2 separate regions of the Urocitellus parryii genome follow, and region 2 is linked to region 1. Evidence: chromatin contacts called from public Hi-C data. All regions are on one chromosome and are shown on one strand. The core of a region is the stretch at or near the end of the contact, and the rest is flanking DNA. Distances in the headings are between cores, read along the strand shown. Region 1 holds the start of Anapc1 (anaphase promoting complex subunit 1). Region 2 holds the start of LOC113175727 (transmembrane protein 87B).

Region 1 (5,672 bases), core at 1,623-4,122:
ATTTTAATAGGTATTCCATTAAATCTGTATAATGCTTTTGGCAATATGGCCATTTTGACAATGTTAATTCTGCCTATCCAAGAGCATGGGAGATCTTTCCATCTTCTAAGTTCTTCTTTCTTTCTTTAGTTTTCTGCAGTGTTCATTGTAGAGGTAAAAGAAGTCTATTTTATGATGGTGGGTCTATCTAGATCTGTATCCAAGATGCAACCTCAGGACCCTTGATAAAGGTCATCCATGCTTGTTTGGTAGACTATGAGAGGGTTAGGAGGATCTTTGGATTCTGATTCCAGTGTATGCCTAAAGTAACATTAGAAGGGGGAGGACGATGGAGACAAGAGGAGCTGTGGGTCTTCTGAAGCTCCTGGATTTGTGGTTTGGACCTCCACCAGGGGAGACAGTTAGTGGCACGTGTAGAAGGATCTGCTTTCTTTTTTCAGAGGGGGGTGAGGGACTGGGGGTGGAACCCAGAGGCTCTGTACTACTCAGCTACATTCCCTGCCCCCCCACCCCCTTTCAGAATATTGTTGAGATAGAGTCTTCCTAAGTTGCTGAGGCTGGCCTTGAATTTGCCTCAGCCACTGGAGTTGCTGAGAGGATTTGCTTTCTTAAGAGACTTTTGCATTCTGGAGCCGGGGTGGGCAGACAGGGCTGCTCACAATGCAGGAGTGCTGCAGGGGCAGGGCCTCAGTTGCCACCTGCAGGAAATGCAGCGACTGCTCTGGCACTTGAAGGATTAAGAGCCTTGGGAGCATTGAAGGGGAAAGATCAGTGTAGACCTTCGAGTCCTCAGAGAGGACAATGCAGTCAAGGCCAAAGAGGCACCCTGAGAGAACTCTTTGAGCAGAGAAGGGAATGCCCAGGAGTGAGAGTTGGGGGAAATTTTTTGGTGACTCTGCTTCAGACCCTGGACAGGTAGTGGTGTAAGACTGTAGACGGGGCTACCTCAGTTCCCTAGAAATAGGGCTGGAAACAAAGAGGAATGCAGCTGCTTTAGCCCAAGACAGAGAATGGACAGGGGAAACACATACGGAAGGGAAGGATGACAATATCATTCTGGCTGCTGCTTTACAACAGAATGCCCCAAATTTTGCACACTGCTGAACAGGGCTGACCACTAGGTCACACAGGATATCTTCGGATAGTCTGTGCAGAAAGACCATGCCTTAGAATAGTCCACCGAGGGAGAAGAAAGAGAATTTAATTAAGTCTGGTTCCTTTCTGCCTGTTCTTGTTGGTCAAAGTTTGCTTTGTATCTAGGTTTCTGTTGACCTCTTTAGAAGCCAGCGCCCACACCCCACAGGGAAGCCATTTATCCAAGTCTGGATAAATATCTTCTCTCTGCAGGAGAAGCCAGAATCAGGGAGTGGGATGATGGCTTGGCTGCACAGTGCGTCCAGGGGAGAGGGCCTGGCTTTCTGCAGCACATGCCATCTGGTAGGGCCATGGAGGCTGGTGGAGATGCAGGCAGGCCCCAGGTGGCTGAGGTGGGACACGAGGTAGGGGTTATGGAAACTGGTGAGGAAGAGAAACTGAGAGATAACTGAGGTGTGTCCTGCTGCTGCAGGTTTTTCCAGAAAATCCTGGTGGGGGTAGAAAGGGACATTGAAGGAAGGTAAAGCCTGTGGGAAGGAGCAGATTAAGGATAAGAGCAGCCCATGTGGGAAGATTATTAATTTGTCCTCTGTATCCTCAGGCCAGGATATTCTAGGAATATTTTGATTTCAGATAAATGTCTAAAATGAAAACCCGGTTTACGCAAAAAATTTTGAGTTTAAGTGCATGTTTTCAATAAGGGGCATTTGAGATAAGGGTAAGGAATTAATCAAGATATCAAGGCAATGAAGTGCAAGGTGTGTTTGGGGAATCTCAGTAAACACTTTAAGTGAAGACACAAAATTCCAGCCAACCTTACATTTTGAGTGAAGAATTAGAACTTTATCTGTTAGATAATAGGAGTAGTAAAATAAAATACTCCAATTAATAATATGAATATCCTCTCTAACACATTCTCTCTCTCTCTCTATATATATATCTTTTTCTCTTTCTTTCCTTCCTTCCTTCCTTCTTTCTTTCTTCTTCTTCTTTTTTTTTTTCTCTTGGTACTGCAGATCAAACCCAGGGGCATTTTACCACTGAGCTACATTCCCAACCCTTAATTTTTTTTTTTTTTTTTTGAGAAAGGGTTTGGCTACATTGCTTAAGGCTTCCCTAAATTGCTGAGAACTTGCAATTCTCCTGCTTCAGTTTCCCAACTTACTGGGATTACAGGTTTGGGATATCGTGCCTGGTTCGTGGCAATATACTCTGACCCTAGAGATTCAGGCAATGGGACATGAAGTTCAAGAAAGTGTTCTAGCTCTCAAAACTGTGATAGTTACAGGTGGACCCTCAGGACGGAGGGAGGGAGGGATAAAGCTGGGCTTCCTAAGATGAAAGCCTGAGAATGTGTCTGCGAACTTCGGAAACTGCACTCCTCCTGCCAATCAGAGTCTGGATCCCACGGGGTTAAAGTGCACCGGCAAAGAGAGAATAGCAGCCATCTCCCTCGCCCTCCCACCCTGTCTGGAGGCACATACTTCCATTGGGGTCAGTAGGCTGAAGCAAAACCAGCCATAAAAACCATCTCACTGAGTGAGGAGGCAGCTCAGGCTCCCGGCGACACACGCAGGACAGGATCTCTGGATGCCTGCAGCGGTGCATGGGTGCACAGAGCCAGCAGAGGCCGCCGCCCAGCTCCGCGCGCAACTGTGAAAGGGGCGGTCGGGCGCGAGTTGGGCGGGCCCACCTTCGCGCTACTGCGCAGGCTCCAGGGCTGCGGACGCCCCACCTCCCGCGACGCCCCGCCCCGGCGCGAGGCAGGTCGGGAAGGCCAAGATGGACGCGTCCATTTGAACGTCTCGCATGCCTGCCTGTCGTTAACAGTCTAGTACTGTCGTTGCCCGTTCTCCCTCCGGAATAGGGGAGGGAGAGGGGATGAGAAGCTGCGGCGGCCGAGGAGTCACCCCGACCGCTCTGCCGCTGCCCTCGGGCTTCCTCGGCCCCCGCGCCTCCGGGGAGGGGCCGGGGCTCGCCGCGCCTGACGCGTCCCGAGTCCTACAGGTGCGGGCCGCGCCGCCGCTAGCGGGTGGGTCGCGCGCCTTGACGTTCGCCTCCGCCCCGAGGGGCTCGCGCGGGGACCGAAGGGGTGGGACCCGGGGCGGGCCAAGGGGCTTCCCGCCCCAGGGTCGCGCTCTCCGGGGCGCGCCTGGCTTCGCCGAGCCGGGTGCGGCGTCCCGGGTGCGGCCCGGGCCTTTGGACCCGGGCTCGGAGCCGGTGTGCGGAGGCTGAGGCGCTTAGCCTGCGGCTTCCACCACCCGGGAAAGGCCAGGCGCTCTGCGCTCTACGGAGACGCGGCTCCAGGTCCCCGCTCTGGATGGGGGTGTCCTTTTTTGGCGCGGTAGTTTTTGCTCTAGTCGTCAGTGCTGACGTTTTGATTGGCACCACATCAACTTACTCCTCTTACTGTAGCTGGTTATGTTGCCTAAATTGTTGACACATTTGTAAAGTAAACTTGCTTTACTGTAAAAAATATTAAATACGTTGCCCTAATCAGAACAAAAACTTACCATACTGTAAAAAATAAGGCTAATACAATACAAATAAAAATTCTGCAGTTTTCTCTCAGGTTCTAAGAAAATACATTAGAAAACTGCACGACTAAAGTTGGATAAAGTCCCGAGCTCTTTAATGTTGGTTCTTTTGTTGAGAAGATAGGAAGGCCAGCTGAAGTTTGAAATTCTTGTAAGTTTTATAAGATGCTTTTAAGGTTCTGTCCCACATCTAGTGTTCTCAATACTGGTTTTCTAGCACGTGGAGCAAAGAACTTGTGCCATATTTCATGCCATAATTATCTCAGGCATAACATTTATAGTGAAATAACTTTGTGGCTCTAGGGGAGCTGTATAGAAATTACAGAGGCTTTGAGGTGTTTGTGCAGCAATTCAAAGTGACACCAAACAGATCTCAGGTGAGAATCTTAAGTCAAATTCGGTTAAACTTTGTTTTTCTTGAGTGCTATTTCAGTCATGCTAAGGGCTCTTTGTAGTGCTGACATCAAGTATTTCGAGTTCTGCATTTGAGGGTTGCACAGCTTAAATGTTATGCCATGAAACCCATTTCTGGATGTTGTCTCAGGGACAGAACTGGCACCGGTACTATTAAATATACAGTGTTAAGATTTTACCCACTGTCACTCCACATGGAAGTGTTTGGGAAGTAAGAGTGGCATGTTTTCACCACAACTCCTCCATGTCTTTGTAGAAATAAACTGGTTTGATTCTAAAAGCTGACCAGATGTGTTTGAATCTATACAGAAATAATGTTGATATCTGGAACCCATGTCGAACTTCTATGAAGAAAGGGCAACAATGATTGCAGCAGGAGATTTGCAAGAATTTGTTCCTTTTGGTCGAGACCACTGCAAGCACCACCCTAATGCTTTGAACCTTCAGCTTCGCCAGCTGCAGCCGGCCTCTGAGCTGTGGTCTTCTGATGGTGCTGCTGGCTTGGTGGGATCTCTTCAGGAGGTTACAATCCACGAGAAACACAAGGTGCCATAAAGATTCTCAGTGTATTTTTGAAATGTTGAGTAATATAAACTTGAAATTTAAGGCTACCCCCATGCAACTGAGAAAAGAGTAAGGTGCTACTTCCAGGGTAAATGCTAAGGTGTTGTAATTTCAGTCAATGCTAAAATAACAATGTACTAAATAATAGTGTCTTAACTGCTAGTTTTAGACATACTGTATAGCTTGTGATTTTATACTGAGAATCATTATTGTGATTATGCTTCTTTTTAAGCATTTCTGTTAATATGTGGAAACTAGATTTTGTGTTATTTGATGATTAAATGGTAGACATTAGAAATGGTCCCTGCAGTTAATCACTTACATGTTTCTTTTTTTAAAAAAATATTTGTTTTAGTTGTAGTTGGACACAAAGCTTTATTTATTTATTCATCTATCTATCTATCTATTTATTTATTTAATGTGGCGCTGAGGATCGAACCCAGTGCCTCACACATGCTAGGTGAGTGCTCTACTGCTGAGCCACAACCCCAGCCCTCATTTATATGTTTCTGAGGAGAGGGAACTGTTTTATAAGAAGATATTTATAATCCCAGCTACTCAAGAGGCTGAGGCAGGAGGATTTTGAGTTCTAGAGCACCTTGGGCAACTTAGCAAGATCCTGTCTCACTCATAAAAAAGCAGAAAATAGAGGCGATTCCCCCAGACCTGCTCTGTTGGCCTGGAGGTTCTCGCCAGGGAGCAAATCTCAATAAAGTCTTGTTCAGCAGCTTTAAAAACAAAAACAAACCCCAAAACAGATAGTACAGTAGTTCTTTAAAAAAGTTTTTTTTTTTTTATGCAGTACTGAGGTTTGAACCCAAGGGTGCTTTACAATTGAGCTACATTCCCAGCCCTTCTTGTATTTATTTTGAAATAGGGTCTTGTTAAATTGCTGAGGCTGACCTAGAACCTGTGATGCTTCTGCTTCAGTGTCCTGAGTCACTGGGATTACAGGCACCCTTTCTTTCTTCCACTTATTTATGGCTGGGACAAGGGAGGGAAGGTGAATGTTTGCAGCTGTGGAGCAGGAAGTTTGCACTGTGTGTGAACTCCCCAGTGATG
Region 2 (5,672 bases), core at 1,482-3,981, 130 kb before region 1:
TTTTCATTTTCATAAGTCCTAGAACTCATAGTGAAAATGGTAGTATCCAGCTATTTTTTTTGTACTGAACCATGCATACTTAGAAAATTTCAGGAATATTAAGGGCTTATCACAATCACATTTCACGTATTCAAAGGATTTTTACCTTTTTTTGTGTGTGTGATGGTGCTGGAACCCAGGGCCTTGTGTATGCAAGGCAAACACTCTACCAACTGAGCAAAACCCTAGCCTGGATTTTTATCTTTTGAAATCTGGGACTCAGTCAAATATCACATAAAACAAATATTTTTTTGCTGAAGGCTACGTTATTAGACCTTAATTATAATTTTTAAAGAATGATTCATATTCCATTTTCTGAAGGATGAGAAAAAAACCATTCAGTAATAACCAAAGTCTGACTGAAACCAAACTCTAAAATGTCAGGATCACTTAAAAACAAAATATTTGCTTAGCTTTCTAAATATGCTGTTACATTAGTTTACATTAAATTAATGGATTAACTTATAATATAGATGTTTATATTAGTATATTATTTAGTTATGCTTACCAGAAAACCTGATCTCAGTAGAGTTAAACATAGTTTTCCTAAATATCAAGGGTCCTGATTTCTAAAATGAAAAACAAACATAAAAAGATCTGGTTAAATTTTTTTCTCTACTGTTTGAATAGTTTTACCCTACAAAATAGAGATCTCTGATCCTTGAACTCCTTTGTCTAACCAGAGAGAATCTTTTAAAATTTAAGTCTGATCACATCACTCACTTGCTTAAAGTCCTGTCTAGCAAGCCTATTCTGCACTTGCCCTCAGTGAGAATCAGAAGTGCCCCAGCTGGGGTGGGGGCAGAGCTGGGGCACTGTGCAATCAGTACGACTGGGATGTGACATGCAGGGTCTATGCAACTGCATGCTGCTGGCTTGGTTTCAAAGTGAAAGTTGCTGATGGGCCTTTGTTTTAATCATGTATTTATATGCGGTACTGAGAATTGAACCCAGTACCTCACATATTCGAGGCAAGCACTCTATCACTGAGCCACAACCCCAGCCTGCATCAAAGTGAATGTACTTTTGATAAACTATCTCCTTCCCAAACTGTTATGGCTTCCTGTTGTAATTTCAACATACTTAAACTCGAGGCTCCTATCCCGGGCATGCTGCCACAGACATAATCATCCACTCATGAATCAATTGTCCCTAATATTGCATGAGCTTCTTAAGAAATGGGGCAGTGTGTAAAATTCATCTTTGTAACAACAATGACAGGTCTAGTGCAAGGCACACTGGCTGTTTGATAAACTTAATCAAAAGAACATTTCTTGATGGATTTGCAGTACAAATCAAAGAAAGCCCCACTCCTTTTTCCTTTTCTGAGGGGAGAATTTTGACCACCTAAAATGGGGAAAAAAAATCAGCCCACTTTTTGCAAAGATGGCCCTATGGACCCACCACTACTTGCCAGTTACATAAGAATAATGTTAGCCTAATTGAATTATGTGGCATCCAAGAAACAAAACTTCTCTTCATGGATCAAAGTCACTCTTCCCCTGTGGCCTTTGGATTGTCACCATCCAACACACAGGCAAATAGCTTTGGAGATATGCTCAAGTAGATTAACAGTGTGCACAGTAAATTTGCTTCAGTTTACGATGACTTTCTTAATTGCTTCCACTATAGGAACAGCAGGAAACCATAAGTGTGGTCTACTAAATTTTGTTTCTTACTGTCCAGAGAAATTTAAAAAAGCAGATACATACAGGTGCACAACACAGAGCACAAACTTAGAAAAACCCTGGAAGAAATAGTTACATTGGGTCTGAAAAAAAAACAGAAAAATGCCCACATTTGTTCCTCTGTGTAGCTTTTGTTCATGGCGGGGGTGGGGGGCGGTTTGAGGAAATTAAAATGTAAATTTCATCTTTAGTTGGACATCATTTCGATGCGTGTGGAAAATACTCATCACAAACAGAGCTGGATGAGTCATCTGATCTCAGAAAAGGAAATAATGCTTCTTCCCGACTTTCTGTCTCTCTTTTGCAAGATTTTCCATAATTCTACCCCTGCTTTCCTCCCACAGCATCTCCCCTAACCACAGGACGCCAGTTCTGCAACAGGGACGTGTCCACCCACCCATTCCTGCAGCCGGCCCCTCCAAGGCTCCAGAACCACGGCCCCGCCCCGCGCCACAAGGTCCCGGAACTGACCCGACCGCCAGGGAAAGGCCAGGGAGGAGGGGTGACCTGCGCGACCCCTCTCTGATCTGAGAAGGAAAGGCGGAGGCCAGCGCGCTCTGCTCAGTCTGAACAGCAGGCCGCAGACGCTGCGCCCGCCCGGCGGGTCGGTGGCCCAGGTGCGCGGGGTCGCCGAGACTCGGGCTCCGGTTCGAGTAACCAGGACGTGACCCCAAGCCTGGGGGCGCTGGGTAGGGACAACCGCCCGGCAGGACCAGCCTGCTCTTCCTGGGCGCGGGTCGGGCGCCCCTGGCCGCCGCTGCCGCGGACAGAGGCCCCGGGCGCCTGGGGCCCGGCGGGGCCAGGGGAGCAGCCCCGGCCAGTGGCCAGCGCGCCCCGCGAGGCCCGGGACCCTGACGAGGCCCCCACCGCCCACTTACGTCGTCGACCGCCTGGGTCCAGAGCCCGAGCTCCGGGACGGCGCGCACGGCCGCCGGGGCGCAGCACAGCAGGCAGAGGGCGGCGCGCAGCAGCGGGGCCGCGGCGAGCGGGCGGCGGGCGGCCATCTTGGCGCGGGGGCGCACCTGGCGCCCCGGACGCCCGCCACGCCCCGCGCCGGCACCTGCCGCAGCTCCGCCCCAGGCGGGCGGGCCCGCGGCGGGCAAGCGGGGCTCAGGCCGGGACGTGGGGAGGCGCGGCGCGAGCCCGGGACCGGGGCCAGGGCCGGGCCAGCTCGAGGAACCCGGCAGCTAGGACGAGGGGGAAGGCGGGCTCAGGCCGGCCCGAGCGGACGGGGCGGGGCGACAGGAGCGCAGGGGCGGGCCGCGCCGTGGGGGCGGGGCGCCGGAATGGGGCGGGGACCTGCGTGCTGGCGGGGCGGGGCGGGGGCGTGGATTGAGGTGTGGGCGGGTAAGGTCGTGGGGGCAAGGCCGGGAGGTGGAGCCCGCCAAAGATCCCACGCTCCTGTCCTGTCAAGGAGAGCTGTGGATGGAGTGTGGGTTCAAGTTCTGCTCCAGGTGTCTCAGTCTCTTGCATCCTATTCCCCTGCCCCTGCTCCAAGTCTCTCAGCTCTAGGCAAGCAAACCCTTTTGGAAATTTATGTAGAAGAACCAGCAAATTGCTTTGAGGCCGGGGCCAGTTGAACACAAGCCATTGTGTTGTGAGCATTGATGTGGATAGCACAGTATATAATTTTTCAGAAAAAATGCACGGCAGGGCTCAGATCTGCCTTATTGTGCACCTTGCCTGGGATTTCTACTGTGAAAACCGAATTCTTGGCTTGGTGTCAATGAGAACTAGCTCATACATTATCAGATGTAAGTAACATCCAGTAGGATGACAGAATCCTGGTCTACCAATTGTCATTTACATAAAGTAGGGTTTGTTTATTGTCAAGAAGCACTGACTGCCTTACTAGTCACCCAAATCACTCTCAGTAATGATAAGACTCAGAGTCATTTTCAGTAATTACCTGCCGCATCCTGGAGATTGCCTGTGCACATGTGCCCTTCCAGAAAGCAATGCAATCAATTCTAAGTTAGCAGGGGAAACTGAGTCACGGGATCACATGGGAACATCCGCTGAGGAGGTAAGTCGAATAAGAGAAGACAAGATAACATTTAAGTTAAGGCTGCAGCAAGAGTTAAGTGTGGGAATAGTTCAGGATTAGTTAACTGGGAGCCTTTGGTAGGTTTGATGTGTTACACTGAAGAGAGAAGGTCTGTATCAAGGGCGGGAGGAATGGAAAGACCTTTCAGGAGGCTGAAGTTGGTGTGAGATGGGAGGGGCAAGACTGGGCATCTTTAACAGTACCAGTACCATAGCATACAGGGACCCCTGCACAAAGTCACAAAGATGGAGCTTTAGTCTAAGAATATTGGGAAGGCAATGATGATTTTTGAACAAAAGGAATGAGATGACCAGAAAAATCATTTTGGTTGTCATATGAAACCCGTGCTAAGATGGGCAATGGGATGGCTGGGTAAGAATATTCCAGTAATTTAAGGATGAAATCCTTTGCTTGCAGCAACATGGATGGAACTGGTGGATATTAAGGAAAATAAATCTGGCATAGAAAGATCAATATCTTGTCACTCATATATGGAAGCTAAAAAAGTTGATCTCATAAAAATAGAATAATAGTGGTTACCAGAGGCTGGGAAGCATGGGGAAGAGGGGGCAGAAAGGGAGATTGGATAATGGGATATGAAAAACTAGAAGAGAAGAATTTAAAGGTTCCCAACACAAAGAACTGAAAATATTTACCAAGGTGGAAATGCTCATTATTAGACTGGTTTGACTAACGCACATTATATACATGTGTGAAATTGTCACACAGACTGTGTAGTGTTTAATCTACCTGAATTCTCCCTTAAACCTCCACCAGGATAGTGCAACCAAAAACCCATAGACAGTATGTTCCTCACAGTCAGGAAAACATATACCACGAAATCTCAAATCTAAGTGGGTGCTATCAGCATTTAGAAAGGAAGAATCAGGGGAAACAAATAATCAGATGGACCTGAACACAGAAGAATCCCGCCTACCAGCCCGTATTCTGGAAATCCAAAAAACAGCAGCCTGAGCCTGGAGAGGGAAGTCAGCAGGACCCAGGGAGGGAGGGCAGAGGGGCATAAGAAAAGGGCCAATTGTCCTGGGCCTTGGAAATTCTTCACCTGACAAGTGAAGCTTCCATCTAAAGCAAAGTCCAGCAGCCAGAGAGTTCACCAGAAGAGGAATTAAAGTTCAGCAGGACAGGGCCAACAGAAGAGAAGGCAAAGGAGCACACCCAGCAAGTACAGGAGCTGAGGGGGGCCAACAGACCTGAGCAGAGCCCAGAGACCTGAGCAGACTCAAAGCTGTTAAAGCACAGCAGGGTGAGGCTAGGGTGTGTTCAGCTCAGCCGTTCATCCAAGTTCAGTAAAACTAGCTTCACATGAGATAAGAAATAGTAAAGATATTTAAAATTACTATAAAAAAGAGAATATGGGCTGGGCTCAGTGATAGCACACTTGCCCAGCATGTGTGAGTCACTTGTTCGATTCTCAGCAATACATATACATAAATTAAAAAAAAAAGAAAGGTCTAGGAACAACTAAAAAAATATATTTTTTCTTATGCCTTTATTTTATTTATTTTTATGTGGTGCTGAGGATCAAACTCAGGACCTCACACGTGCTAGACGAGAGCGCTCTACCACCAAGCCACTACCCCAGCCCCCCCAAACAATATTTTTTTAAAAAGAGAATATGGAACAGAACACATTCCTTCAAAAAAAATGAAAGCATGTCTAAAAACCATGTCTAAAAACCACCAAAGAACTGAAAGAAAAGGCATTGAGAGAAATTAAGAACATGATAGGGGTCGTGAATAAGCAACAAAAATTAAGAGTTGAAAACTCAGGGAGAAACGTGATAGAATTCATCAATGCTATATATCTGATTTTTTTTTTCCGGTTTGCTTTAGTATATTGAACATCTTTCTAAAATAAACTATGAGAAAGCCATT

Evidence for each region. A called contact is a pair of places that touch in the nucleus more often than the background predicts.
Region 2: a Hi-C map of muscle shows a contact between it and region 1, with 2.9 times the contacts expected there. The contact joins the promoter of LOC113175727 here to the promoter of Anapc1 in region 1. A contact is called at or near these places in 2 of 2 Hi-C or Micro-C datasets (liver and muscle).

What each region holds. Positions count from the first base shown.
Region 1 is chr12:18,453,020-18,458,691 of mUroPar1.hap1, reverse strand. It overlaps Anapc1 (anaphase promoting complex subunit 1), which reads left to right and starts at 2,872. Exons shown (of 48, transcript XM_026380054.2): 1 at 2,872-3,127; 2 at 4,356-4,592. The coding sequence starts at 4,380.
Region 2 is chr12:18,587,373-18,593,044 of mUroPar1.hap1, reverse strand. LOC113175727 (transmembrane protein 87B) reads right to left here and starts at 2,731. Exons shown (of 19, transcript XM_077792062.1): 1 at 2,606-2,731; 2 at 548-608. The coding sequence starts at 2,731.